4 separate regions of the Mus musculus genome follow, and regions 1, 3 and 4 are each linked to region 2. Evidence: chromatin contacts called from public Hi-C and HiChIP or PLAC-seq data. All regions are on one chromosome and are shown on one strand. The core of a region is the stretch at or near the end of the contact, and the rest is flanking DNA. Distances in the headings are between cores, read along the strand shown. Region 1 has its middle 26 kb from the start of Gm15942. Region 2 holds the start of Ncald (neurocalcin delta). Region 3 holds the start of Grhl2 (grainyhead like transcription factor 2). Region 4 has its middle 15 kb from the start of Gm41304.

Region 1 (6,598 bases), core at 2,734-5,233, 210 kb before region 2:
TGGGGTGTCATTGCTCTGCTTAGGAAGAAGCTGTGGTGGTGATGGTGGTGGCAAGTCCTCAGTTCTGGCCCAGGCTGGTTCTTAAGCAGACTTCTGTGTTTGGGCTTTGAGACAGGGCATCGTCAATGTGAAAGCAGGTGGATCTCTGCTTTGTTGTTATGGGTGTTTGGAGAGTTGCCTAGGCCTTCCTCTGTGGCCTTTGTGTGAATGCATAGACACCTGTTCTCCCACTGGGCAGGCAGCAGGCTCTTGCTTTTGTCCATTCCCAGGGATATTCCATGGGAACCCTGGGTCTAAGGAGGCAGTCTGCTCTCCTTGCAGTGTTTTTGAAAGCTGTGGATCACCATGTAATGGTTCAGAGGAAAGATGGTGTTTCTTTTCTGTATCCAACTACAGGGAGACACATTCTCTACTTCTCCCTTTGTCCTTAATCTTTCTCATGAGTAGCATTTCAGATCCATGGGGGAAAGTGGCTGGGCAGTGGTGGTGCATGCCTTTAATCCCAGCACTTGGTAGGCAGCGACAAGCAGATTTCTGAGGTTGAGGCCAGCTTGGTCTACAGAGTGAGTTCCAGGACAGTCAGGGCTACACAGAGAAACCCTGTCTCAAAAAACCAAAAACCAAAAAAAAAAACCATACATGGGGGAAAGTGTGAGAGTATAGAGTCATAGTCTGAGGCTCCCAGGAATTCCTTGCTGCAAAGTAGTTCATGCGTGTCCTCTGCCCCCACCCCCTCCATTTTTTAGTTGTTTTTTTTTCTTGTGTTTCTTATAGCAATCTTTTCCTGCTATGTCCCGTCAGAGTGACAGTTTTTGAGGTTCTTTTATCCTTGGAGAGGCATATAACTTATTGTATTGATCATTGCCTTCTAATAGACTTAAATTGAGGCATTACTTTAATGATTATAAGAGTGATATTCACCATGATTTCCATATCATACACCTGTTTTCTAGCATTTAAAGAATCATTTGCATTAAAGGAAAATATTGGTTGTAGATAAAAATGCCAATCAAAAAAGAACAAAGCTTGAATCAAAAGAAACCAATAAAAAAAAAATCACAACCTGAAGTTTAATAGGCAAACTGAAAGTTCAAATCTTATTCTTTTCCTGAGGTTTTGGTATTTGACAGTCTACTTTGTTTACACCTAGGAAATTCATGCCTATGGTGGAAGGAGCATGGTAGGAGAGGTTATCCCTTGGTCTGGGGTAAGGGAAAAAAAGGTGTGCTTTTCTCAACCACAAATGTTTTTGTAAAAGAAAGAAAGAATCAAAGAGACAGTGACAGGGAAAAATGGAAACAGTCAAGAATGAGGCAACCGAACAGACACTACAGACCCAGGCTCCACCGAGGAACCTTGTGAAATGAAAGGTCCTGAAGGAGTGCTAATGACCAAGGAGCTAAGGGCTGTGTCATCCCAATTCCAGACATAGCTGAATGATGTAAGGCCATTTGGGGGAGTGAACACCTCAGCTCCCCAACACCTTTCCTGCCTCCTTCTCTCCCTTGTTTATTTTTGAGACAGGATCTCATGTGTAGGCCAGGTTGCCCCAGAACTCATTGTTTAGCACAGGTAATCACATCTTAGTCTCTCCAGTGCTGGGGTTATAGGCACGATCTAGCACTATTCCATGCTTGTCATCTCGGTTCACTTCGGTAGCCATTCTGGGGCCACCCAAACAGCATCCCTAGAAAGCCCATTAGAAATACAGAAGCGAGGGCTGAGTTGTACACAGCACAGGAGTAGGGCACTTGCCCAGCGTGCACAAGGTCTCGATCCTCAGTGTGGTGGAAGGGTGGCAACATGAAACTTAAAAAGGAGATGCAGCATTGCAGATCCTACCTCAGACTTAATGAGCCAAATCCTCATTTCAAAAGATTAACGAAAGTGGTTCTTAAGCACTTGAATGTTTGAGGAGCAGTTATTTACATAATCGCTATTTCTATTTTTTTAAGTAAGTTTGTTAATTTTTAAAAAAGATTTATTTATTTATTATATGTAAGTACACTGTAGCTGTCTTCAGACACACCAGAAGAGGGCGTCAGATTTCGTTACAGATGGTTGTGAGCCACCATGTGGTTGCTGGGATTTGAACTCCGGACCTTTGGAAGAGCAGTCGGGTGCTCTTACCCACTGAGCCCTCTCACCAGCCCTATTTCTATTTTTTAATAGTCACATGTACTTCTAGTAATAAGATTAAAATAGTTCATATCAAAATATTGTGAAGGTAATTCTAAGTGAGAATACCCTGGGTATAAGACCCAGAATTAAGACATTTAAATTCATCTCACAGTCAGCTTATTCACTTTAACTAAACAATTATCCCTGGTATTCATGTTTAAAGCTTCTTATTTTCCATCATCCTTTGAGCTTTGTCCCTCTAACTAACTCTCAAAAGCTCAGCTCTGTCTTCTAACAATAATATTTCAGGTGCTTCCTCTTTGAAAGGGTTTGTGGATAAGCCTACTGCTGTGGTCTGCATCTCTGTTACCCCAAATGCATGCGCTGAAACCCAGTTGTGAAGGGACAAGGTCAGAGGTAGGAGTGCTGGGAAATGACTGGAGCCCAGCGAAGTCCTCATGGATGAACTTGGTGCCTTCCTAAAGGAAGCTGGGGAGCTCATTTGCCTGTTGAAGAACTTCTTCTGGGCCACCAAACACTGACTCTGATAGTCTTTCCTGTACTAGCTTTACAATGAGGAATGTCAGATTGGAAAATGAGCTTTAGTTGTGTGGAGGTTCAGCTAGATCAACCGTTCTATCATCTTCACTACTGAAATCTTTCGTGGAAAATAAAACTACATGTGACTGAGACAAGAAACTGAAAGAAGGAAGGATGCTCAGACTTGTAGGCACTTATCCTTGTGCAATCTGGATGATTCTAGAATTTGCTTCCTTGAGAACTGAAATAATGCAATTAATGGGAAGAGGATTTCAAGAAGACATACTTATTTTTACTTCTGTACACAGGCACTAATGTTGGGAATAAATGGTACTGAACCTCCTAATAATAGCCATTATATATTTATATCATCTGCATCAATGTATATAAAGTCTCCCTGTCTCTGTACAGATAACTATAATTTTATTATAATGTACAATTATGTATATGATGACTGGGTCATAGTTTTTGATTTATGTAAGCTTCCCAACTCCTGCTCCTCATGTCCTCCTAGTATAGATGATAATCTGTTATGGAGGCCAATAGGGGAACAGTCACATGGTACCTGTATAAAGAAGTGGGCATGCTCTGCTTGTTAAAGATGTTAAAGATGTTAAAGAATGGGTAGAATGGCCCCAGGTAAAGACAGACTGATTCAGGATGAAAAAACACCCAGGCCATGAACAGTGGACTTCAAGCTACTGCAGAATTTTTTTTTCATTTGATTCTTCTGCACAGCTGTCTAACACACACACACACACACACACACACACACACACACACACACACTCATATACATGCATTTACACTCTCACACGGTCCTACTCACACATGTACACACTCATACACACTCACTCACACTCACATACCCTTACACTGGGCAGCGGGTCCTCCAGCCCGCATGCTGCCGTCGCCTCACCTGAGGAGATGCTCACCGCTGCTGGGAAGCGGCAGGCTCTGCGCCCCGCCTTTTGTCCTTGTCATCCCTGACTTCTGCTGCAATGCTGATTTATAAATTCCTAGCAGCTAGCCCAGCTCCTCACAGAGGCTCAGCCTGGAGCTTAAGTCGACAGATAATTGTCACCGCTGATTGCTTTGCTGACAGAGCTTTGTGGCTATTTTGGTTTTTTGGTTTTTTTTTTTTTTTCCTTGAGAGTTCCTTAATTAGAGGAAATAGCGTGGTGCACTGTCCAATCAGCCTCTTGTCAGATATTATTACATCTGTAGCAGTTTCAGGCGACATTGGGTTTGTTCCTGCCAAGCTGGCATGAGGTTGGCAGCCTGTGCCATAATCTGCTGCCAGAACAGTGGTCCGCGCCCAGCTCTGAGAGGTTTGTTGCTGGGGCACCCAGGCAGGCAGCAGTTCACGACAATGCCACACCTCACAGTGGCCATTGCCTGATGGAATGCTCACTTTGTTCTTTGGGAAATTATAGACTGCAGGGTCCTTTGGTACTTGCTTTTATATCTAGCAAGGGAATCCTCTTTTCTTCTTCCATGAGAGAAATGTAGACATTATCTATGCTTGGTTCCTCCTTGGGGAAGCGTTAGAGGTGGTTTCCCTTTCAGTCTATTGTAATATGGATACCAACTTAACTGAGAGGAAAATTTGTCTTAAATTAGAAAACATTTGAGACTCAAAGTTTTCAGGGTTTTATAATTCTGGCTAGTAAATTTTAGCAGAGTACCTTTTACCAGCTGATGAAGGGGACACATCAGATTTAGGGCTACTTCACTCGGATGCTTTATTTCAGACTAGCGTGTGTGCAGCTCATGTGTGTATCTGCACATAAACTGCACATAAATGAGATTGTCAAGTGTGCACTAACCCTTCCCATCCCTTATTTCTGGAATTAACTCCTTGCAGCAAAGGTTGATTAAGCTTTCTGGGGTAGCCTACAGTTAACAATATAAACAGTCTCCAGTCTCAGGAATGTCACACTGAATGGCAAGTTAACCTTGGCAAGTGGTCTCTCATGGCTTCCGCCAAGGTGTCTGTGAGGGTGCACGTTTTTTTCCTGGAATTTTCAAACATTGGAGTAGAGAACAAAGAGTGCAGAATTGACTGAGGGCTTGACATTGAGAACTCCACAGAAATTCTATCATATTCTTGGATTATACAGAGCAGGAGAGAGCGATAGTAATTTTGTGTGTCTGCGTGACGCGAGGGTTGGTCATAAAGAGGAGAACTTGGTTAAAAGACATGGGGGTGGGGTAAGAAGAGTCCATGAGGCTGATAAGCAGAGTAAGTGGGTAAGATTTGAGGGCGTGGCTTTCCCTCTCCCGAGTCTGGCTTTGCTTCCTCAACATAGAAACAACATAAGGCCAGGCAGCCTGCTTCAGGATGACGCTCATGATTACCGCACACGACACACAAATGCTGGGGCAATTAGGCTCATTCACAGGATTTGTGGAAATCAATGTCAATGACCAAGATTCTTTACATATGTGAAAATCCGCTTAGCTGTTCATTGGTCCAGGTGCATGTTGGGCTCTGTGTGATTTGTGAGGTAACCTTACCGTGGTAACTCACTACACGGAAGAGTAAGTATGTATTGTCTGTGACACGTTTCCCTCATTGCTTTCAAGGGAGGGGTGTGGAGGGGGTGTGGAGGGGGTGTGCTTTCACCCTGGGAGGTCTGGGGAGCTCCATGCCTGCCAAGCTTTTGCCTCAGCACTGAAGCGGAGCCAGGGATTTTGCACCTGCAGGTCCATGTGAGCAGTTTGAACTCCTTCCTGGTTCTGCCACTGTGCCTTAGGGCAATCCACAAAAGACCTTCACAACTAAAGTCAAAGCAAAACCTAGAGAAAAAAATTAATTTAAAAATTTGAATATAAAAGTTCAACATCTATGATGGCATGCTGTATATACATTCTTGTATATTTTTAATTGAAAGATTTATTTATTTATTTATTTACTTGTTGTGTGCTTGTGTGTGTGCTCATGAATGCAGTATCTGTGGAAGCCAGAGGAGAGGATCCCTCTGGATCCAGAGTACAGATTGCCCAGTATGGATGTAGGGAACCTAACTCAGGTCCTTTGGAAGAATAATATGTGTTAAAACTACTAAGCTACCACTTCAGGATCAATATATCCTTTTAAAGTATTTCTAAGGTTTTTAAAAATTGTATGTGTGTGTTTTGACTGCATGGATGTATGTGCATCATGCTTATGCAGTGCATAAGTAGAGGGTACAGGATCCCCTGGAACTGGAGTTACAGATGGTTGTGAGCCACCGTGTGGCTGCTGGGAATCCAACTTGGTTCCTCTTAAAGAGCAAGTGCTCTTAACCCTGGAGCACCTTGCCAGCACCAGTGCCTGTGTGTTTTATAATTGCTGTGCACAGGCTGTGTGTCCTTTCAGATAGTATCATATCTCACTGTAGCTCTCAGGTGCTGGAAACCCAAAGGCCTAGAAGCGAGTGTGTCTTGTGTCCAGTGTGTCATGTGTCCAGTTTATTCCTGCCAGGGACATGTTAGGTAATGTTTTAAAATCCCTTAAACTGTCCCCTAGATAGGACAGACTTGACCGGAATCATGTAGTTACCATGGCATCCAAAGACAGTCTCTGGAAGCCCATCGACTTCTCCAGACACAGAGCCGGTAAACTGCTTTGAAGGAGCATTCTCTACCTCAGCTGACAAGAATAAAAACAGTATTTATCCAAGGCACTGAAACTGACTTACAGGGCTCCTCTCTAGAATAATTTTCCTTCCTATTTCGCTGAAAACTGTTCAGTGGTTTGTGCACCTTGGCGTTGACTGGCAGCAGCTTTTCTTTCATCTCTAATCTGAAAGCTTCTTTCTGAATAAAATAGAAATGCTAATGACCCTGGCTTGGAGATCCTTTACGTTTTCAGAGAGAGGTTCAAGCAACTGAGCCGCTCTGTTTATTCAGGAGCTAAACGAGTCTACCCAGGAGAGCAAGACAGATCCGT
Region 2 (6,695 bases), core at 2,513-5,012:
TACCCTTCTACCCACCCATTCCCACTTTTTGGCCCTGGCGTTCCCCTGTACTGGGGCATATAAAGTTTGCGTGTCCAATGGGCCTTTCTTTCCAGTGATGGCCGACTAGGCCATCTTTTGATACATATGCAGCTAGAGTCACGAGCTCTGGGGTACTGGTTAGTTCATAATGTTGTTCCACCTATAGGGTTGCAGATCTCTTTAGCTCCTTGGATACTTTCTCTAGCTCCTCCATTGGGGGCCCTGTGATCCATCCAATAGCTGACTGTGAGCATCCTCTTATGTGTTCAAGCACGTTTTCAAAACAATGGGTGTTACTGTTACCTCTGTGATAACATTGCTTGAATACATGCTAGTTCTAGTTCGAATGCTAGGAAGCAAATCCCCAGTGCCTGTGGCTACACGTGTGAGCCCACCGTGGTCACCATGACGTGGGGATCATTTTATTGTTAATCTTTTCACTGTCTCACCTTACTCATCTTCCTTCATCCAAATCTTCCTCATTTTATTTTTCCCTGTGTCTTATTACTCCTAGAACAAAGCTAGATAAAGACTCTACAATTCCTGGATGCTGAAAATCTTTCTCCCCCTCATAAAAAAAATTAAAACTAGGAGCCTATAATTCATTTGATAGAGTACTCTGCATCGATCACAAGGACCTGGGTTTGATACCAGTGGCAGACCCAGTAAGGAATGTCAGCATATAACTTACTCGTGACTTAGCTAGGGTTAGATTGATTTACTTGGAACCATCCATTGTTAGAAGATTTCGTGAGAACTCAACACTTTTGTCTTCTGTTTTTCCCTTCTGCCTCATTGGTTGTAGAGGGCTCACAGAAAGCCTCTCTTCCATGTTATTTGAAAAAGAAAAGCATCTTGTGTTCCTGTTGCTCCGCATTCTTTCCCTAATCCATGAGTCATCCGTGAGCCCTTGCTGTGCCTGGGCTCTGTTCTAACCACTGGCATCATAAAAATAAGACTCCTGCCCTGAAGGTCTTCAGACGAGCATCCGAGCTGGGCAGATAAACAAGAGCTGGCAGACACATTGAGCCCCTGCCCTGTGGCAGGTGTCCAAATTGTATCATCTATTTCCCTTGTAATTCAACAACCTTGTCATGTGGGCACTGCTGCTAGGGGCACTTTTATAACTTGACCAAGGTCCAATCATAAGAGATAAGATTTGAGGCAGAGAGCTGCAAGAATAGATACAGAGCCTCCCACTGATGCTAAGACAGTAGAGGCCCTGACATCACTGCCTAGCAGTATTGGGGGGTTTCGGGCTGACTAGAATTATCTCCTCACAGCTCAAAGCATGTGCTAGTTGATGCACGCGAAGCTCATTCAGTGGCATTTACCCCGTGTTGCTGGCAAAACAGTCAGAATAATAATAGTTGGACCTGCCTTCGTTTGTGGCAAGTAAAATTATCAGGGAGACCTGTGTTTGAGTGCATATTTTAAAAACAGGTGAGTCATTTTAACCTCAAAAATGACCTGGCATTCAGAAAAAAGAGATGACACATATTCAGTGTAAGGCAGTGTCGTGGGCGAAGGCGCTTGTGTGCTGCCTGTTACCTTAAACTAATTAGCCAAATGTCTGAGCTCCAAGGAGATCATGCTATGGTTTTAACCCTACAGAAGACTGCTCCCTTCCTTATATGTAAGCAAAAAACTCAATCCTATGTGGTTTACAGAGGAGAATGGGTGGCTGAGGGTTGGGTGCATGCTACAGGAAATAGGTCTACGTACACACATCTTCTAGTGGTGAATAACGGTCCAGTGGTTACCTAACCTGCCAGCAATTTAAACCTAAGTCTATGTACAGTGAAGCATACTTATAAACATGATAGGAGACTCAGAATAAACAAATTTGTTTAAAGTATTGAAATGTAGAGGTTCTGAGAATGTCTTGCTTCAGAGGACACCACCTACTGGTAGAGGGTGACATTGCAGTTTTATTTTCTTGATATTAAACTGAATAAAATGGAGAAACGATTGACAAGGCAGCATAGCTTCAGAGCCTGGGCTAAGTCAAGTCAGGCAGCCAGCAGGGAGAACTTGATCCCTGGACACCTACACTTCCCTTCCTACACCTTCCTCCCTCCCAGCCCAGAGCAAGGACCCACACTCCTAAACAGAGAACCAGAATTATATGTAGAACACAAGTCTAGAAAATAGACCTGTTGCTTAAGTCTGCCCCTTATAAGGCATTCAAACCAATTTGCACAGACACTGGGTTCAGCTGCTGTCATTCTAACAAGTAGGTCCATTCCTGACTGTCTTCAGTCTGAAAGTAAAGAATCTAACTTTACACTTTGCCTTTACATTTGCCACGGTACAACCAATAGCATCAGAAAAATAACTTCCAATAAAAACCCATTCTCTCTCTTCATTGGAGCTAGCATGGAAGATGGAATGGGGGAACGGGATGCTTCTGTGGCCAAGCAGATAGGCCATTAGTCCTGTGAAAGATCAGCTTCTATTCTACTGAAGACAGAGTCACAGAACAAAACCAGTTGGCCACAGAGTCACTCATATCTCATAGTGTGTGTATGCACACATGTGTGAGTGTGTTACACATATGAATATGAGTGTGTGCATGCATTTATGTGTGTGTGCACATGTTTGTATGCTTGCACGTGCAGGCGCAGTGTGTGTGTGTGTGCGTGTGCGTGTGTGTGTGACTGTGTCTGTGTATAGTCCTAATGACCCAGGCACACCACCTCTTTCTTCTCCCCACCTTTCAGCTCCTTTGTTTTTTGAATGAGTCCACATTTTCTAAATGGGTTTTTCATAATGCCTTCCTATGGGTTTTACTCAATTTTGTTTAATTGGCTTCCTGTTAATTAAGAATGAGAACGAACTGGGTCATAAGCACTCACACAGAGCTAAAGATCAGCTAACGTGTCCCTGAAGGCAATGAAGCTGTAATTTGGGAACAGGTGGGCTGCACTGTTGACTCCTCTGTGGTAGGGAGATTCCATCTGTGGGATGCCGAACCAGTCACTCAACATGAAACTCCCTCAGTCCGTTATGGACCAGAGAATCGTGGGAGGGTAGAGTGTGGGACCTGCGGAGGGGTCTGGCCCCTTTTCTCATCATCTCCAGGTCCTTCTAAAGTTGTGCCCTTGTGGAAGTGTTCTGGTCATCATTTTTGCAAGGAATCTTAGGTGGCATGCGACTTGGCTTTATCTACCCTGCTTTTTGCAGCATGCTTCCTTCCTGTCAGGCTCCTTCAGCCACACCATCTTTCATCGGCATGCTCTCGGGACACCGATGAGGATTCAGTTTCAAGAATATACAGTTTTTCCACCAACAATCTCTTGAAAGCTGTTTTCTCTCAGTTTATTTAGAGGGGAATTTAATTCACTAAGAAAACCACCTCATGAATGTTTTCAGCTTCTTTTTTTGACTGGAGGGGGAGGGGCTCTGTGCTGTGATAGTAAGACTAAGGGTCACAGCATGCATTTTCTGGCAACCAGAGAAAGGACAAGCAGGCTTTAATGATGAAAGTTGCAGGCACTCGTGAGTCACAACTTTGAGGGTTGAAATTATCTGCCGGGCACTGTTCACAATGGTTTTGCAATCCATGTGTATACATACATGCACACACAGATATGCACACACACGAGCACACACATCAGTGACAGATGACCTATTGAAATAATTTCAGAGCCAGTCTGTGGTTGCTACGACAACCAATGCTCTCTTGGCTTTTATCTGGCCATGTGACAGGGACTTTGACGTCAGCCAGAGGCAGAGTCTGTGGCTGAGTCCGCACAGTCAAAGGCTTGTGAGAATCTGGTGGATGCTGGACCTTGCTGCTGCTGCTGCCGCCGCCGCCGCTGTTGCTGTCCCTACAGCTGTGGTTGTTGCTTCCCAGGGGCTGCAGGAGCATGGACTACTAAACCCCCACTTCTTCAGCGTGAGGTAATCGGTTTGCTTTATACACAGGAGTTACGTGGTTTCACAGCCCCTGATGGTTTTCCCTCCCCTCTTAACCTCCTACAACTTTGCCTTCAAGAGCAGTTACTGACGAACGGAGCCAAAGAATGTGAAGCAGCTTCCAGTCACGAATTTCAGGCAGTCTCTGGAACTTGGTTAAATTTGGATTAGTGTTCCATGAAGTAGGTTAAAATGTAATCTTTCTTGCGCAATGCTTGCTAACATACATTATTTAGAAATTCTCATTTTGCAGCGTGAGCCAAATTTGCTCCCTTGAATTCTAGGAATCCCTCCTTCAGTGTTGTTTGGGGTCTGGTAACTCCAGCACCGCCTTGGAGGGAGCAGCTAACTTTTCCTTGTTGCTGCTGCTGATTCTGCGTCAGCCCACAGCAGTCTGGAATTTGGTTTCTACCTCATTTGCAGCATGTATAATTAGCAACAATGGGAACCGTGAGAAAAGACTCTAGACTTTGAAAGTTGTGGTTATTATTGTAAAGGGGGCTTTTGGTACTCTGTAAATAAGAGGGGAACTGTCAACAGCTTCCTGTTTAGAGAAAAGAATCTGCAATATGCCAAGGAAGTCGGGGTGGAACCTTTATGTGTGTGCGTGTGGTTGTTTTGTGGGTGTTACTGTGAAGTGCTATTTTGTGGCTCGCTCTCTCTGAAAACCCTGGTGAAGAGGAGGGACTGACTGGCCTTTTCTAAGGAGTCCTGTAAGCTGGTTCTGATCTTTATTCTTAAAAGTAATTATCTTGAGAAGAAACTAGCCTGGAACTAAATATGCATTGATGTGAGGTCTTCCCTAACTGAAATGTAGATTGAGGATGCTCGATAAAAATTTGCTCCAGGTCTTGTGTGAGTGATTTGGTAACTGATGAGCAAGGATTGCTCCGGCTGTTGTGTGTGCATTGCTGTGGTTCTGCTAGCTCCTTCTGCAGCTCCAAGTTTCAAGGAAACCTCAGGTTCTGAAGCAAACAGAAGCCTAGATGGATAAACAGGTTTCTAGATCTTACAGATTTAACAGAAACGAGGCGTATTTTAGACAGCCATCTGAAATAGAACCAGCATTTGAAGGAGCATAGATAGACTGGCTCCACTCGATATATGCAGTCAGTAGGTTGATGATATAGTTATATTTTAGTTTGGAGAAATAATACATTGTTTGGACAGTAGGTTGACGATATAGTTATATTTTAGTTTGGTGAAAGAATACATTGTTTTTTGCTTCTGTTACTAGGCTCAGAATTGTGGGTTCTACATTTTGCTCTCGTTGGGTGAGAATTCTGAGAGCCTGTAGCCGCAGCAGTAAATGAATAACTGCTTGAATCAATTATTTTCCAAGCAGCTTTCAGTGAATGGACCTTTTGATCAGAGCTTCCGTTAGGACTGTCCACTGTCTGATGTGCTTGTACATACATGTATTTACTAAGACGTCTTCCAGTCATTTAACTGACCTCATGTTCTTGTAACCCAGACGCTACCACTTTCATGAGTCAACTGGTGTGTGACATTTCAATTGAGAATGGGGGGACCAGCTAGCACTGTCATTTAAAGGCATCTCTCGTGGTATACACTTGGTGCTTTAACTTTTCTTGTGTCGACTGTTATCTTCACTCTTTTTCTTGGTTCTCTCCCTGGTTTTAAATTCACAAGATGATTATGTACGACATCCTCATGCCCTCATGCATGAGACTGGATTCCAACAATCAAAACTGTGAGAGAGAGAGAGTCGGTGTTAGTGGCAAAATGTCGGTGATAAAAAGTTGGGAAAAGAGCCTCCCTGATGAAAATAAGAACTTTCAAAGCCTCGAGCCAAGGGTTTGGTTTTTTGTTTTTGTTTTGTTTTTTTTTTTTAAATAAGGAAAGGGGGCTGAGGAGCATCCCCCTGCAGCAGCGAGTCTGTGCTGCCTGCTATCAAGGTCAAGAGTGCTTCAGCCTCAGAAGATGCCAGCATGGAATGATTGACTCTAGAAACCTGGCTGCTGAATTATTAAAGGCTCTGGGTCTAGTTTCAGGAAGCCTTAACCCTTTCAGTGCCACGAGCACGTCTGGCCGTCTGGTGCTACCTGTGGACTCTTTTCCAGAATGATATCTGAAGTGCATAAAACAAAGTATGCTGTGTTGCAAAGGAAACTACTTTTCATGAAAATGTGTCTTTAAAAAAAGAAAAAGAAAAAGAGGCCATGAGTTTGAAAGAAAGCAGGGAGGGGAGAGGGGCAGGGGAAGGGGGGAGATTCAGAAGGTATTGGAGGGAGCAAAGAAAATGGGAGGGATAAAGTTATTATAGAATAATTTCAAAACATACAAAATAATAAAAAATAAAATATACTATCTTTTCATTATGACAGGATAATTGCTTTGTTCATATGTTATTAAGTCATATACCCTACCAGCAGGTGCAATAGCTACCACAGTAATGAGGCAGTGCTTCGCGTGAAGGCTGCTTTGAAATAGAGTTAGTCTAAGAATTGCAATATGAAATGCAAATATCTGCGATTTGTCTTGGCAACATCCCTGGCACTGTGGTTTGTGACCCACATTTTAGTGGAAAGAAATACTAAATTTCAGTTTGGGGTTGGTGGAAATAAAGATGACATTATTTAACCACCCAAGTTCTTGGGGTTCTTCTGGATTCTGTCTGCTCTGGAGGTAACTAATATGTGAGCTTGTGGGGCCAAAGGACATAGAACCCCCTGGACAAAGTCCATAACCTTATTTCAGTTCCACAGCATCTGATTTTATTCTTGGACCCT
Region 3 (7,111 bases), core at 1,866-4,365, 230 kb after region 2:
TTCCAGAAAACACAGGCAGGCCTCCCAGGATTGATTTACCGGGAAACACTGTAAGCCCAGCTCCTGGACTCTCCCATGCTCAGGTGCCTGAGCTTCAGCTAGGTATTCAAGCACTTTCTTATGAGTCCCAACCATCAAATGCCTCATCAACCCCGGCCCATCCCTTCAGGGGCCATAGTAGACAATTAACATTAAGAAATGGAATCTTGGGCGGTCATAATAGAGTTTATCTTAATCCTAACACTCCAGCTGCAGAGGCAGGCAAATTTCTGACTTTGAAACCAGCTCTTCTACAGAGTGCACAGCCAGGAAAGCCAGAAAGACTGACGGGGGGGGGGGGGGGGGGGGAGAGAAAAATAAAGGGGGGGGGGGAAGGATCTCAGATTCTAATTTCTTTTAAAATTTTATTTATTTTTATGTATGTGTGTACACTGTAGCTGTACAGATGGTTGTGAGCCTTCATGGGGTTGTTGGGAATTGAATTTTTAGGACCTCTGCTCACTCAGTCCCTGCTTGCTCCAGCCCAAAGATTTATTTATTATTATACAATAAGTAGACTGTAGCTTACTTCAGACACACCAGAAGAGGTGGTCAGATCTTATTACCGGTGGTTGTGAGCCACCATGTGGTTGCTGGGATTTGAACTCAGGACCTTTGGTAGAGCAGTCAGTGCTCTTACCCACTGATTGAGCAGAGAAAGCAGGGGACATTTGATCCTGGTTTCCTTACAGTTTTAAGGAGAAAACTCCTTAGTTGGTTTTCTCAGGATGCAAAATGAAATCCTGAAAACCACTAGATAAAAGCTACTTTCATTAAATGCTCATGTAATTCTAGATAGACATTACCATAAAAACTAGGTAATACATACTCGTTAAGCCAGATTGTTAGTACTCAGTACTTAGACTCAATAGTGAATAAATTATCCCTATTGGTGCTAAGTATAACTTGGAGAAAATAAATACCCATCCACTTTCGTTCTTCGTTCCTTTGACTCATGCAGTGCCACAGAACTAAGCAAGCAAACTGAGTGTTAATTGTGCAATTAAAGTAACTGTGCACCCTTTTACACATCAAACTCAAAACAAACCAAAATAAAAACGAAAAAACAAACGTTGTTGTTGTCTTGGATTTGGGTTATATGAGTTTTCAACCTCAGGTGATAACTCCACTACCAAGAGAGCTGAAGTGGAGGTCAAGATGTGCGTGGGAGTATCTCCTACGCTTTCCCAACCCTAAACTTTCTAGCTCCTGGCCCAGTTCCTAATACTAGTTCTTCGATTCCGGTATCTACTTGCGCAGATAAATCTTAAAGGGCGACAGAGTAGTAAGTTTTAAAGTATGAAAACAAGCGTCCTGGACATCGGCCGCATCGTGACAGTGCCCATCCAAAATCGGGTTAGGCAGGCTTTCCTTCTCCGCCCTCCTCCCTTCCAGGTCCTCAACCTGGGGACTGGTCCTGTGCTTTTCTCGGTCAAGACTCTCAGGAAGGTCTCCTTGGAATGGCCACACCAGCCGGGTTAAGTTACTAGGGGCAGCAAAAGTGCGGCCTCTGAGCCTTTCCAATAGGACGCAGCCAGTTCCCGGCCTAGGACGCCCCGGGAGGAGGGGGAAGGAAGTGTCGCCACCGAATGGAAGGAGGGCAGCGGGACCCACCTCCCGCTCCCTCCCGCTCCCGCCCGCTCCCGCCCTCGGCCCCACCTCCCCCGGCTCGCACAAAGCCGTCCCCAAGGCGGGGACCGCGACGGACCAGGCCCCGCGCCCCGCGGCTCACGCGGCTCCCGGCAGGCCTGAGCTCCGGTCGAGGACGCAGAGAGCCCGGAGTCCCGGTGCTCCACCATGCTCCCCCACCCCCTTGCCCTCGACAGCCTCGGCGAAGGCCGATCGAGCCCCACGCCCGAGGTGGCGGCCTCCGAACAGTGGGCCGCGCGGTCACCGGACGCGTATGAGCCAGAGACGTCGGGGCGCAGGGAGACCGGCCCAAGTGTGGGCACCCCTTCGTACTCGGCCTCAAAATCAGTCCCCCATTCCCGAGAGGTCCTGTCCCGCACCTGCGCGAGGTGACTGGCCACTGCGTGGGCTGCGGGAAGGAGCGAGGCGCGGGCACACCCACGGACCCGCCATCGCGGCCTGCCCGCTCCTCCGTCCCGTCGGAGACCCGCGCTGGGGCGCACATGCACCCCGGGTCGCCGCAGTGGGGAAGATGGCCGTGTCTGCAATCGCATAAAAGGCCTTTGTTGAGCGCACACAAAAGAGGCCCAGACCGCTTTTCCAGCAGGCCCTTTGGCCTAATCGAAGGAAGTCGACTGAACTTCCAACCGGCCCAGGAAGTCTGAGGCTGGGGAGCACCTCCAGGCAAGGGGGTTAACTACAGGCCTCCCGCCACCATCTGCCAAAACCTCAATCAGTGCCCAAGGGTCCGTTGGTCGGGGCAGTGGGAGCTGAGCTCATTCGTCGGGGAGGAAGCAAAGAAAACCCACGTTTACTTGCAAGGCCCCAAAACGGGTTTTAAACATTCACGTTCGAGTAGGGTCTCTCCCCTGAATCGGGGTAGAAATAATCCGAGAGGGTCTGGATACACCAAAAAGAAAAAAGTAAAAAGAGAGGAAAAAAATACAAAATCAAAATCCAACAATAGCGACTTAAAAAACAAAAACAAAAACAAAAAAAACAAAAACACAACAAACCAGTTGCCATCAGCCCAAAGGGGCAGCGGCAGCCGCCGCCGGCGCGTGCGACCCACTTACTTGTCCGACTCTTGTGACATGTTTGATCCAATGAACTCGCTCCCCTTTTCCTGGAGCCTCAGCCTCTGGTGAAACTGGACTTTCAAGTCTGTGCAGGTGAAGGTGTGTGAGAGCGCCCGAGATGGCAGAACAAGAGCTACAGGTAATTCTGCTTTCGTCCCCCCTCACCACTCTCGCTCGCCCGCTCGCTCGCGCCCTCACCTAGCCGGAAAGGTGGGATGGGGGGAGGGAGCCCTCACATGGGGCCCGCGCTCGGAGGCGGCCCGGCGGCGCGGAGTCCTCCCGGATCGCTGCAATGGGCAGACACAGAGCGCAAAGTGGCGGACTTGGGCGGCCACAGGTAACTTTCTCGCAAGGCGCTGAATTCTTTCACTAAAGGGTACAAGCCCGAGGGCCGAGCTGCGCGGTGATTGGCTGCGGTGCTCCCTCAGGTGAGCTGCCATTGGCAGAGGCGCGCTCAGGTAAGGCCCTTCTCCAAGTGCAGGTCACTCACTGCGAAGTTTACCTGAGTGGAGCGGTGGCACGCTGGAGACTCTGCGAGCTGACTTCTACCCACTTTTGGCTTTCTTCCCTGACTAGGGGCAGGGTAGAGGTGATGGGAGAGACGGAGCGGGGAGCGCCACTACAGACACTAGGTACCGTGGGTCAAACCGAAGGACGACAGAATGCTGAACCCAGAAATCAACAAGCCACCCGGAACCAAATGGCCAGTTCACCACCTGCCACTTGACACTCGCGGGACGAAAACTGTGTGGCGGGCAGAAGAGTCAGGGAACTAGAGTTACGCTATGCTGAGTGGGAAAGGAACGGATTGCCGGGTCTCTTGCGTAATTGCATTGTTAGCATTCTTATCCACAACAAACTCTTCTCCTGCTCTGATGCATAGAAGATAGCAGGTCGTTTTCAGTTTTCAACTAGTCGAGCGACCTTTCCTGAACTGGATCTATGAAGTGCGGCGTGGCTTTAATGGAGAAAGGAGATTCGGTTGAATAGACTCTTAAGGTGGCCCGGGCGCACCTCTTGCATCTCTCCGCAGCCTGGGATTCCTGCGCTGCGGAACAACTACTGCATCTGTTCCATAAGCCTGTCGCCCGTTGACATTTCTAGGCAAGCATCAACATTTACATTGTAATTCAATAGAAGCAGCTACTACAAAGGCTCTTTATCCTTGCAGTTTAATATGGTTGCCAGGGGAACAACGCAGGATGAAAGTGACTTGTTTGTGTGGGTTCTCTTCTGGTCCGGAACAGTGCGAAGTAGCCAGGTGTCATTTATAATCGCTGCTACGAGAATTAAGTATTTGTGGGAGTTCTGACAGGGATCTAGCCCATACATGAGCGTGGTGGAAATACAGGAGGGTATGGAAAGCTTTGCCACATTTATGTCAAGTCAACACTGGAGCACTGGAGCTGTCAGATTTGACACAACTTCTGTATTAAACCTTTGCAGGTCACATGATTTGGGGGAATTAAATTACGGCACTAGGTTTGGTTGTTCTTTATTTCCACTCTTAGCAACTGACTTTAACGATTCTATTTTATTTTAGATAATAACATAAGCACCCATACAGGTACTTTTTAGAAACAATATATTTTTAACACAGTTTGAACACGGTATCCGTGTGCACCTTACTTTCTTTTTCCCTCCTCTAGAGACAGTCACATTCCGCCGATGCCGGGTGGGTGGGCGGGTGGCTCTGTGGCTTGCCCCCTGTTGTGCGCATCTCCTGATGCATCAACGTTGTGGTTTGAACACTTGCTACTCGTTATGAGCTGCTAACTCCTCTACTCTTTTGCTTCCAGTTCCAGCCCCCATCATGGTCCCTCCTCAGGTTAGAGACTAAGAAGTATGTATCTGGTCGAGTTTCAGTGGCAACAGAGAGCACTGATGTAGTGTGGTGGTTTCCTTTTTTACCTTTTGTTTAGTTTATTACGAACCTATCCTGATATGGTTCTATAACAAATCTACCAAGTGACTGTAAAATTTAGTTTCCAAAAGACCAAATATCCCATTCCATCTTCTCCCTGCAAACAAGCCTGCAGAGCTCCTACCCTCCAGATCCAATGGAGATGATCTGTTTTATGGATTGGCTGTCATCCTGGGACACCTTGTCCTATGCCCTGAGTCTTCTTTGAGGATTTACGGTATTTTCTTTTTGTTTTATTTCACTTTGGAGGGCGGTCTCCTTGTGCAGCCCTCACTGGCCTGACCCTTGCCATGTGGGCCAGGCTGTTTTCAAGTGTTTTGTCCTCTGCCCAGTTCCCAGGCATTCATCACCACACCTCTGCTACTTTAAGAACTCTGAGTTTTGGTTATTTTTAAAATACAGTTCTGTGACTTTGCCATGGCTACACTAGCTTTCCTGGTTTTGAGGGTGTCGTTTTATTACAGGGTTTCCCTGCCTTTCCTTGGCTTCCTCTGCCTCCCTTTCCTCTGAGTTTGCTCTGGTTCCCCCGTGGCAGAACCTCCTTCCTCTGTCTGCAGCCTTTCACTTTGCATTCCCAGGTACAATGAGGTCATGAGAACTTCTTCAGTAACCTCGTGGGGGTGGGGAATGGGCTTGCTCACTGGTGGGCCTGCTGTCTTTCCCTTGGAGCTTGTAGTTATCAGGAGATCTGGGACCTCTTGCACTCTGGAGCATTCGGCAGGCGCATGGTGTCTGGCCTGGTGTGGGTGAGCCACCCTGCAGCCTTTCTCACTCTTTCCTTTCCTGGAGGGCTCTGTCCCCTGTCTTCCTGTGGATGGTGAGTACGTGCTTTTCTAACTTCTCCCTCTGACTGCCAGGGGCAGAACAGGGAATGTGAAATTCTTTCCTATTAGGAACTAAAAAGCCCAAAGAAAAGCTGTGTACTGTCTGACTCTGGGATACAGTCCCATGAAGAGGTAACTTCCACCAAGTGCCTTTCAGCAAGGCCACCACCAGGCAGCAAACATACCTGGCACCACTACAAGTTTCTGAGGAGATTTTTATGGCCTAACTCTCTCTGTTCACGGAGAGAAAGGTCTGCAGACAAGTGAGGAAAAACTCAGCAAGGGACCCAACAGCTCCAGCTGCCGCTGTCTCTCCACCCCATCCCCATTTTAGCTTCGTGATTCTCCCTTGTGCTTCCAGGATCCGGACAGGATCCCGAGTCTCCTTGACACAAGTCCCCTTTTGGTGGCTTCGGGCATCTCCAAGGCTCAGGTCATCCTGTGTTTTTAGAATGGTTGAACCTTTGTGAGAATTCACCTGTGACGCCCACTGTTCTCTTCAGCCACTGTCCCCTCCACCACTCTTGGTTGGGGTTCTGTTTCTGTTATAAACGCCACAGCCAGATGGAACTTGGAGGAGAGAGGTTATTTCATTTTACATTTCTACACCATGGTCCATCCCCAAAGGAAGTCTGGGCAGGAGGTGAAGCAGAAGCCACCGGGAGGAGCACCCATCATCCCCAGAGCTGTGTGGAAATCTCTTGTTGGCTTACTTTCCCTTCATATTCCTTGTTTTTGTGAACATACCTATTTATGATCTCTTACTGTCCTTTTTGGAGGAGGAAACCAATGTGGATCAGTTTGCCAGCTTTAAATATGTCCACTTCCAACTTAACCAAAAAGCTTTTCGCCAAACTCCACCACATTTGTTTGTGCAAACAAAATCAGTCTGTGATGTGCATGTGGCCAGTTTGAAGCCTGGGGTGGTGATATATGTCTGTAATCCCGACATTCAGGAGGCTGAGGCGAGAAGGTTGCTGTGAGCTTCTTTCTGGGGTACCATCCCTGTACTGCAAGACACTGTCTCTATAACTGGAAAAAAAATCATGACTGATCATTCCTTCTGCTGTTTTATAATGATCAAGATTCTTCTGACACCTAATAGCTCAACATTGATTAGATAATTTAGTCTTCCTCAGACTAACCACTGTGTGCACGAGTGAAGGAAATTGTCAAGCGGATCATTTCGAACGTCCCCCATGGGGCTGGAGAGATGGATTACTACTCAGGAGCACTTGCTGCTCTTGCACAAGAGCCAGGTTCAATTTCCAGCACCCATACGGAGGCTCACAGTCAGCTACCCAGTTCCAGGGGATCCAATGCCCTCTGAAGGCACAGGTGTTTGTGCAAGCAAAACACCTATACACAGAAAATAATAAGAATGGTGATCATAATGATGATCATAATAGAAATTATCAACCATGGAACTACCTCTATTACCCAATTGTTGTGACTCTTTTGGCAGATGAGTTAAGGAATCTGAAAGTTTCTGCCTCACAGATTATGAAACAATCTCCTTCTGAATGTGTCTCTATTCATCAATGCTTCCCATGAGCCTGAAGCTTAGGTGGGTGAGCAGCAGGAACCCCCTCCTCCTGCTATGTCTGCAGCAGGAA
Region 4 (6,518 bases), core at 1,802-4,301, 200 kb before region 2:
ACTTGACCTTGAAAAGTGATTACACTTCAGCTTAAGAGAATTTAACTGTATGTGGTCAGGACAAGACAGAAAAAGGAGGAAGCAGAAAGGGGGGAGGGGAGTAAGATGAGTCCTTTGGTCATTGAGCTCGAATCAGCAGTATGTCTGTCTGTCCATCTTGCTCCGGTGAAGGCGGAGGCAGTTTCTGGGCACACTCACTACTCACTGGCTCTTAGTGGTTTCATTATGTGAGCATATCGCTACATGGTGCTTTAGTCAGTACTCTGCATATAAGCCAGAGTACTCATAAGCCAGCTACTTAAGCAAGTTCTTATCCCAAGGAATTGGAATCTAGTCCAGGTTCTAAACAGAAACTCAGAGCTGCACTAAAATTGCTGACAACTGGCTTGGAAAGTTCCCATGAGATATGTTGTGAATAAGTTTTTAACATGTCTTCCTTTCTGCCTAAGCTTTAAATCAAGCTATTTTCTACCATTGCCATGCTAAGACCTAAGTTAAAGCCAAGCTAGGTTAGCTGGAAGAAATTATTTTTGTTAAGAGAGACATCAAAGTATTGGAAACATCAAGAATTCAAGGTCCATACCTAAACATAAGAAAAGTAATGTAGAGCAAACCAGTAGCCAACATCAAGCTAAATGGAGAGAAACTTGAAGTAATCCCACTAAAATCAGGGACTAGACAAGGCTGCCCACTCTCTCCCTATATATTCAATATAGTACTTGAAGTCCTAGCCAGAGCAATTAGACAACAGGAGGAGGTCAAAGGGATACAAACTGGAAAGGAAGGAAGAAGTCAAACTATCACTATTTGCAGATGATATGATAGTATCAAGTAACCCCAAAAATTCCACCAGAGAACTCCTACAGCTGATAATCAACTTCAGCAAATTGGCTGGATATAACATTAACTCAAACAAATCACATGTTACAAAGTTGATGCAGTCATTTAGTCTGAGGAAGAGAAAGGATTTAGAAAGACAGGAGAAGAAAGTGACTTAAGCAGAAAATGTGACTTAATCCACAGCTAGGCTATAGCACAAGATGTCTTTAAATAATGTTGTTATTAATTCTTTGAGAATTTCATAGAAGAAACTTTGATCAAAGTCACCTCCCTACACTTCTCTCCCTAACTCCTCCTAGATATAACCCCACCTTCCTAGTCCATAACTTCATGTCATTTTCTCCTTTAAAAAATAATTCACTGACTCTAATTTGGGCAGCCCATATATTCCTGGGTGTAGGGCCATCCACTGGAGCATTGTTGACCTACCAGAAGCCACCCCTTCGAAGAAAACTGACATCCGTTTCCCTAGAAGCCATCAATTGTGCGTGGCTGTCACTTAAGGCTTACTTTATTTTGTGTAGGCGAGCATAGCTGCTGAAGCCATTAGTGTAGTTGTCCTATCATATGCAGTGATCCTGTCATGTGCAGATGAGTACAGTGGTCCTGTCATGTGAAGAAGACAGCTCCCCTCTAGTCCTCCCCAACTGCTGACTCATACAGTCATTTCATCCCCCTGTTCCAAGGAATCTCCTGACTCTTGGGAAGAGGGGGGCATGCTGTCCCATGTGCCCAAGCCCTCCTCTGATGCTCACTCTTCACGTGGACCAGCTCTGAGTTTCTGAACTAACCACAATTCACTGAACTATGAAATTTCTCTGATGGGGACTAAGCTGCATTAATAAAGATATAAACTTGAGGGCAGTTTATACTCTGCCTGTTTGGCAGAAGAATAGACACAGGTTAACTCCTGACCTGTGATCTCCCTAATCATGGGCTCTTGGCCAGATTTACAATGCCAAACCTGTGCTTCCTTTTGTGAAATATAGCCCATGATTTTACTTGTTTGTTTGTTTATGTGTGGGAGATGGAGAGGGTATGGACATGCTACAGTGAGTGTGTGGAGTAGGACAACTTTTAGTAGGTCCTTTTTATCCTTCCATCACGTGGGTCCCTGGGATCACAATGAGGTCATCAGGCTTGGTGGCAAGTGTCCCAACCTGCTGTGCCATCTTGCTGGCCCTAGCCTCTAATAGGAGCAATGACTGTTTTTAATTTTCTGTGTCCTTGAAACTGAATATGAGGAGTTCCACAGTTAGCTTTGTTATCCTGGGTTTTTACAAGGTAGCATACATACATCATAACATTTCTTCACATTGTAAAACTAGTTTGTTAAAGTCATATCATTCTGTTAAATCAGCGTGCTATGATTTGGTTGCGTGTTTCTACTTTTTTAGCTGTTAGGCATCATGCGTCTATGAGCATCTTGCTTGCACCAAGTTTCCTGTGTTGCTTTTAGATGACTGTGTGCTACGCTTAGAAGGAAAGACAGTTCCATGGCTCTGGATACCTAGTACCACAGGACTTTTCAAAGGGCTGCCATGGATACATCTCAGGAACATTTAGCTCCCTTTGAATGCTGTGTGCCCTGTTCAATGAAATGATATTTACCATTGTGTGATCATATGTTATTATTATAAGTCTGAAACCATGTCCTCAAAATTACATTCTTGCCATACTGCCCACTGAAGAGCTGGGTTCCCATCAAGGTCTCAGTATAGCAATCACCACGTACAACAAATACCCAAGCCAATGAGAAACACCAATGTCAGTTATGTTTAGCAAAGAACACGTCACAAAAGTCCTCCAGAGGCACTCTTTCCTTCCCAGTCCAACCATGTGGAGTCTGCCCCACAGGTATGCTATCTCGGTTCTGATTGGCCTTCCCACTGCTTTCTGTTGCTCTTACTGTCTAGCTCAGTTATTGAGTTGTCTTCCTAGAAGCCTTACCCATGCCAGCCCACTCTAAGACATGACTCTCCTGGATGCCTAGAATCTTCTTTAGGAAGGAGTCTAAGTATCTTCAGAGAGAGTTTGCTCATACTCATATTTCACACAGTAAGAAAAACTTGTGGTGTTTTGAGTGGAAGCCCCCCATAAGTCTCAGGCATCTGAGTTCTTGGTTCCTGCTTGGTAGCCTTGCCTGCGGTGGCTTAGGAGGCGTGGCTTTGCTGGAGGAAGTATGTCACTGGAGAGGAGGTGTTACGGTTTCAAAAGCCAAGTGGCTGTGTCCAGTGCACTCTCTGATTCATGTTTGTGGTTTGAGATGTGAGCTCCTAGCCCTTACTTCCACCATGTCTGCTGCCATACTCCCTTGCCAAGGTGGACTCTTATTGCTGTAGAATCCTAAACCCCAAATGAACCTTTCCTTCTATCCCTTGCCTTGGCCATGGTGTTTTATACAGCAGTGGAGATGGAACTAATACAAATGTCAATGCTGAGCTGATGAACAAGTGTCTGGCTTCCTCTGGAGGAGAGGAGGGGGTTTCCATGGTCACACAGTGACACATTTGTCTCTGACACAGTTAACAATGACAATAGTAACATCAGCACTTTCAGTATGATTTCTACAGGCCAGACAATGTTCCCTGATCTTTACAGCTTCTGTCACCCAGTGCTCACAGCTATGACTTAACTCACGTCATCATGTCTTTGCTTTCCATGGAGAAACTGACCATGAAATATCTCAAGGATCTTTCTTAATGTCAATACAGTATGGGACAGAGACTCAGCCTGTCTGGTTCTAATGCCTAGGCTTTAAACTATTGGACCCACAGCTGTGGTTTGTATGTACAGTTGGCTCTCAGCGTTCAGAGGAATTACATCTCGGACCTCCTTCACTATCAAAATCCTCAAATGCAGAGGCCTCTCATAGAGCATGGTGTAGTATTTACCTATGGCTACATATATCCTTCTGCATATCCTCTCTGGGTTGCTTAGAACACCCAATGCATTGTGAATGATTGTTCTATTATACCATCTTGGGAATGATAACAAGGGAGAAAGTCTCCGCATGGTCAGTAGAGATGCAGTTCGAGGAGGAGCAGACTCTTGTCCGTCAGCTCAGCAGTGGCGTTTGTGTTAGTTCCTTCTCTATCTTTTTCAGGCTATGGTTTGCTGAACAGGTATAGACGCTACACACATGGAACACTCATTGTTTAGAACCCTCCCCATCCACATGGGTATACACGTGTTACATACACATTACATATATGTAATCATTTCATATTTCCCTTCTTTTTGTTAAAATAGAATTTGAAAATCATAGAAATTACCCATTTCTTATGGGTTTCTTTTAAAAATACTGCTTAGGATTTTTTTTTGATGCTATCTATGCTGTCTGCCTGTGAGATCCTGTTGCTCTGGGCCTCCATATTGCTTTCTCTGCTTCTTCTTATGAAAGGGATGCTTTGCAGGCAGCAGAAGAACACCTTGGAGACTAGCTGTCCACTCAGTGTAAGGGTCTGAGGTGGCTGACAGGGGCCCAGTGTCTTAAAGGAAATGGCTGGTGACTTAAGTTGATTTTTCAAAAGCAATTTCTTGAGTAAATGTGTGAATCCTGCCTAGGTTCTTAGTTCCATCTTTGTATGGCTCCTTGGGATACGCTAGTTCTTTGGTCTGGCTTACGCTTTCTGGCGGAGAGACCAAGTGTGATACAACACTCAGATAAGAACCCCCTTTCTTTTGCAAAACTTGTTCGCAAGTTAGATGTAGGAATGCTTTTTTTCTTTTTCCTCAGTCAAAAAAATATAAATAAATAGGCATTTTGTTTCTTTTTGTATTTGCTTGAGAACAAATTGTCTAGCAATTGAGGTCACACCTCACAATCAAAGCTGCTATTCAAACATCACTCAAATGTTCTGTCTAAAATGCTGCTAAATCCTGCTCCTCAGTGAGGGGCGCTGACTGCGGTGAGCAGCGGTCTTTTAGCTTCTGAAGTGGGAAGAATGTTGGGATAGGTGTCAGGAGACCCGAGGTCAAGGTCATTTCTGTTGATAACCAGCTGTTATGGGCTAATTACTTAGCCTTTGTTTTACTGTCTCTATCTATAAAGGCGAGGCTTATACTAAATGTTTCCTATCACTAACAGTTAACACAAGATAATGTTGAGTGCTGGAAAACTTTAAAGTCTAGTCAATGATGATATTTCTCCAGGTCTGTGGACATCTCTAACAGGGGATCAGGACCCACCCTCACACGTGGAGTGACTCTCCCACTCACCTCATACTATTCCAATTGTCTGGCCCTGGCTCAAAACTGTCCAATTAGATATTCTATCCTTAAGATTGGGCAGTTGTTAAAATAAAAATACTCCCTGAAGTCTGTTCATTAGAATGTGTTATAATTATTTAGTTGATTTAATTCAATAGCAATAATCTAGCATAAAAGAGATTGCCCATACTGACCTGGATTTGGAGGGGTGGGAAGAGGTAGAGACAATAGGATTTGGCTTTGTCCTTCCAGAACCTATAACAGTGTCTCTCCAGGAAGTATATAGTAACAGACAGGTGAGTGCTGGACTGACTATTGCCAGTTATAGAGTTGAAAAGGGGAGTGGGGTTTCTGTCAGTACAGTAGCCAGGGTTTCGTTTCTGCTTTTTGTTTTTAAAAATCACAATCAGGCTTGAAGGAGAAGGCAGACTGATGAAAGAAATAGGTAAGGAAGGGCTTGTGGCCTGCGTGACTCAAAGCTTAGAGGTGGGACCTACTGTGGCGGTTTGGAAACAATTCAACAGATAATGATACTGTAAAAGATGAGCAAAGGAAACTAGCTTTAGCTCAGCCAGCAAAAGGGAAGAGGACCTCTTTCATAAGACAGGCATTTTAGGAACTTTATATGGTTGGCCTATGCAAAACAGTTTTGAGAGGAAAGATCTGGGAAACCTGCAGCGCTCCAACCTCTGCCCTTAACTGCTAGTAAATGGGTTTTCCAGAATTTGACCTTGTGGTATTTCTAGGGATAAATATCGAGTACAAATACTCTTGCCAGCAAAGATAAATGGCTTGGGAAGAAGGAGAAGTTTCAGGGATCCTAAAAGGCAGGGGTGGGGCTTGGGCCGTCCTGCATGTCTGTTCTCTATCCCCAAAGATCTTAATCATTATCTCCCTTTCTCTCTGATTTTTCTAGCTCTCAAAATTGACAGTTTCTCAAGCGGTAAAAGGTCACAGTTGCTTTGGGGAGCTATATTTAGATCTCCATGCTTTTAAACGTACAAAAGCTATAGAATCTGCATCATTCCACATTTCTCTGACCAGTAACTGGGTGAGGAGGACCTACCTGACAATTCCGCATTGGGGTTAGCTATTGCCACATAGCAAAATGACTCCCGAGCCTGGGGACTTGCACAAACTCACTTGTAGATCTTATCCCTCTGATCTGAGATGGCCTCAATGGGAAGGATCAGCTCAGTTCATGGCTTCCTCTGGAACCTGCATGGCCATGCCCCAGAAGGCATGCCAACATTGCTGCCAAGTCTGCCCGGCTGTTAACTGTGTTTGAAGGTCAGGGGTAGAAACCTTTAGATCAAAGGTCATAGGAACATTGGTTTCTCTCTGTGTGAACCTGACTACGGCTTCATGGCTGTAATATAGCTTGGTTGCTCTTGCAAAGGGGGAGAAACATTGTTGTAGGAGAGAGAGAAAGTGAAAGAGAGAGAAAATGTGTTCTATCACATTTG

Evidence for each region. A called contact is a pair of places that touch in the nucleus more often than the background predicts. HiChIP or PLAC-seq counts read pairs in DNA pulled down with a chosen protein or histone mark.
Region 1: a contact with region 2 is called in a Hi-C map of cerebellum, with 1.8 times the contacts expected there. The contact joins the enhancer-like site here to the promoter of Ncald in region 2. A contact is called at or near these places in 1 of 15 datasets of contacts at CTCF or cohesin (CD8 T cells), 6 of 484 Hi-C or Micro-C datasets (the HL-1 cell line, brain, cerebellar granule neurons and 3 more) and 3 of 115 datasets of contacts at active chromatin or transcription factors (astrocytes, embryonic stem cells and neural progenitor cells).
Region 3: an HNF4G HiChIP or PLAC-seq map of pancreatic cancer cells shows a contact between it and region 2. The contact joins the promoter of Grhl2 here to the promoter of Ncald in region 2.
Region 4: a BATF HiChIP or PLAC-seq map of CD8 T cells shows a contact between it and region 2, with 15 read pairs. The contact joins the enhancer-like site here to the promoter of Ncald in region 2. A contact is called at or near these places in 7 of 484 Hi-C or Micro-C datasets (cerebellum, cerebral cortex, cortical neurons and 1 more) and 3 of 115 datasets of contacts at active chromatin or transcription factors (CD8 T cells, astrocytes and liver).

Annotation. Positions count from the first base shown.
Region 1 is chr15:37,671,101-37,677,698 of GRCm38.p6, reverse strand. It overlaps a transcript of Ncald not described here. Among named protein-coding and RNA genes, the nearest start is that of Gm15942, 26 kb to the left of the region's middle. Within about 2 kb of position 3,983, at least 42 of the 459 cell types and tissues checked have an H3K27ac peak or open chromatin away from gene starts, as enhancers often do. A contact at or near this core is called in brain, cerebellar granule neurons, cerebellum and 2 more, where this site is marked.
Region 2 is chr15:37,456,449-37,463,143 of GRCm38.p6, reverse strand. It overlaps Ncald (neurocalcin delta), which reads left to right and starts at 3,762. Exons shown (of 4, transcript NM_001170868.1): 1 at 3,762-3,927.
Region 3 is chr15:37,229,040-37,236,150 of GRCm38.p6, reverse strand. It overlaps Grhl2 (grainyhead like transcription factor 2), which reads right to left and starts at 3,115. Exons shown (of 16, transcript NM_026496.4): 1 at 2,745-3,115. The coding sequence starts at 2,764. It overlaps Gm16136 (predicted gene 16136), which reads left to right and starts at 2,992. Exons shown (of 2, transcript NR_155442.1): 1 at 2,992-3,175; 2 at 3,324-4,230.
Region 4 is chr15:37,653,479-37,659,996 of GRCm38.p6, reverse strand. It overlaps a transcript of Ncald not described here. Among named protein-coding and RNA genes, the nearest start is that of Gm41304, 15 kb to the right of the region's middle. Within about 2 kb of position 3,051, at least 8 of the 459 cell types and tissues checked have an H3K27ac peak or open chromatin away from gene starts, as enhancers often do. A contact at or near this core is called in CD8 T cells, where this site is marked.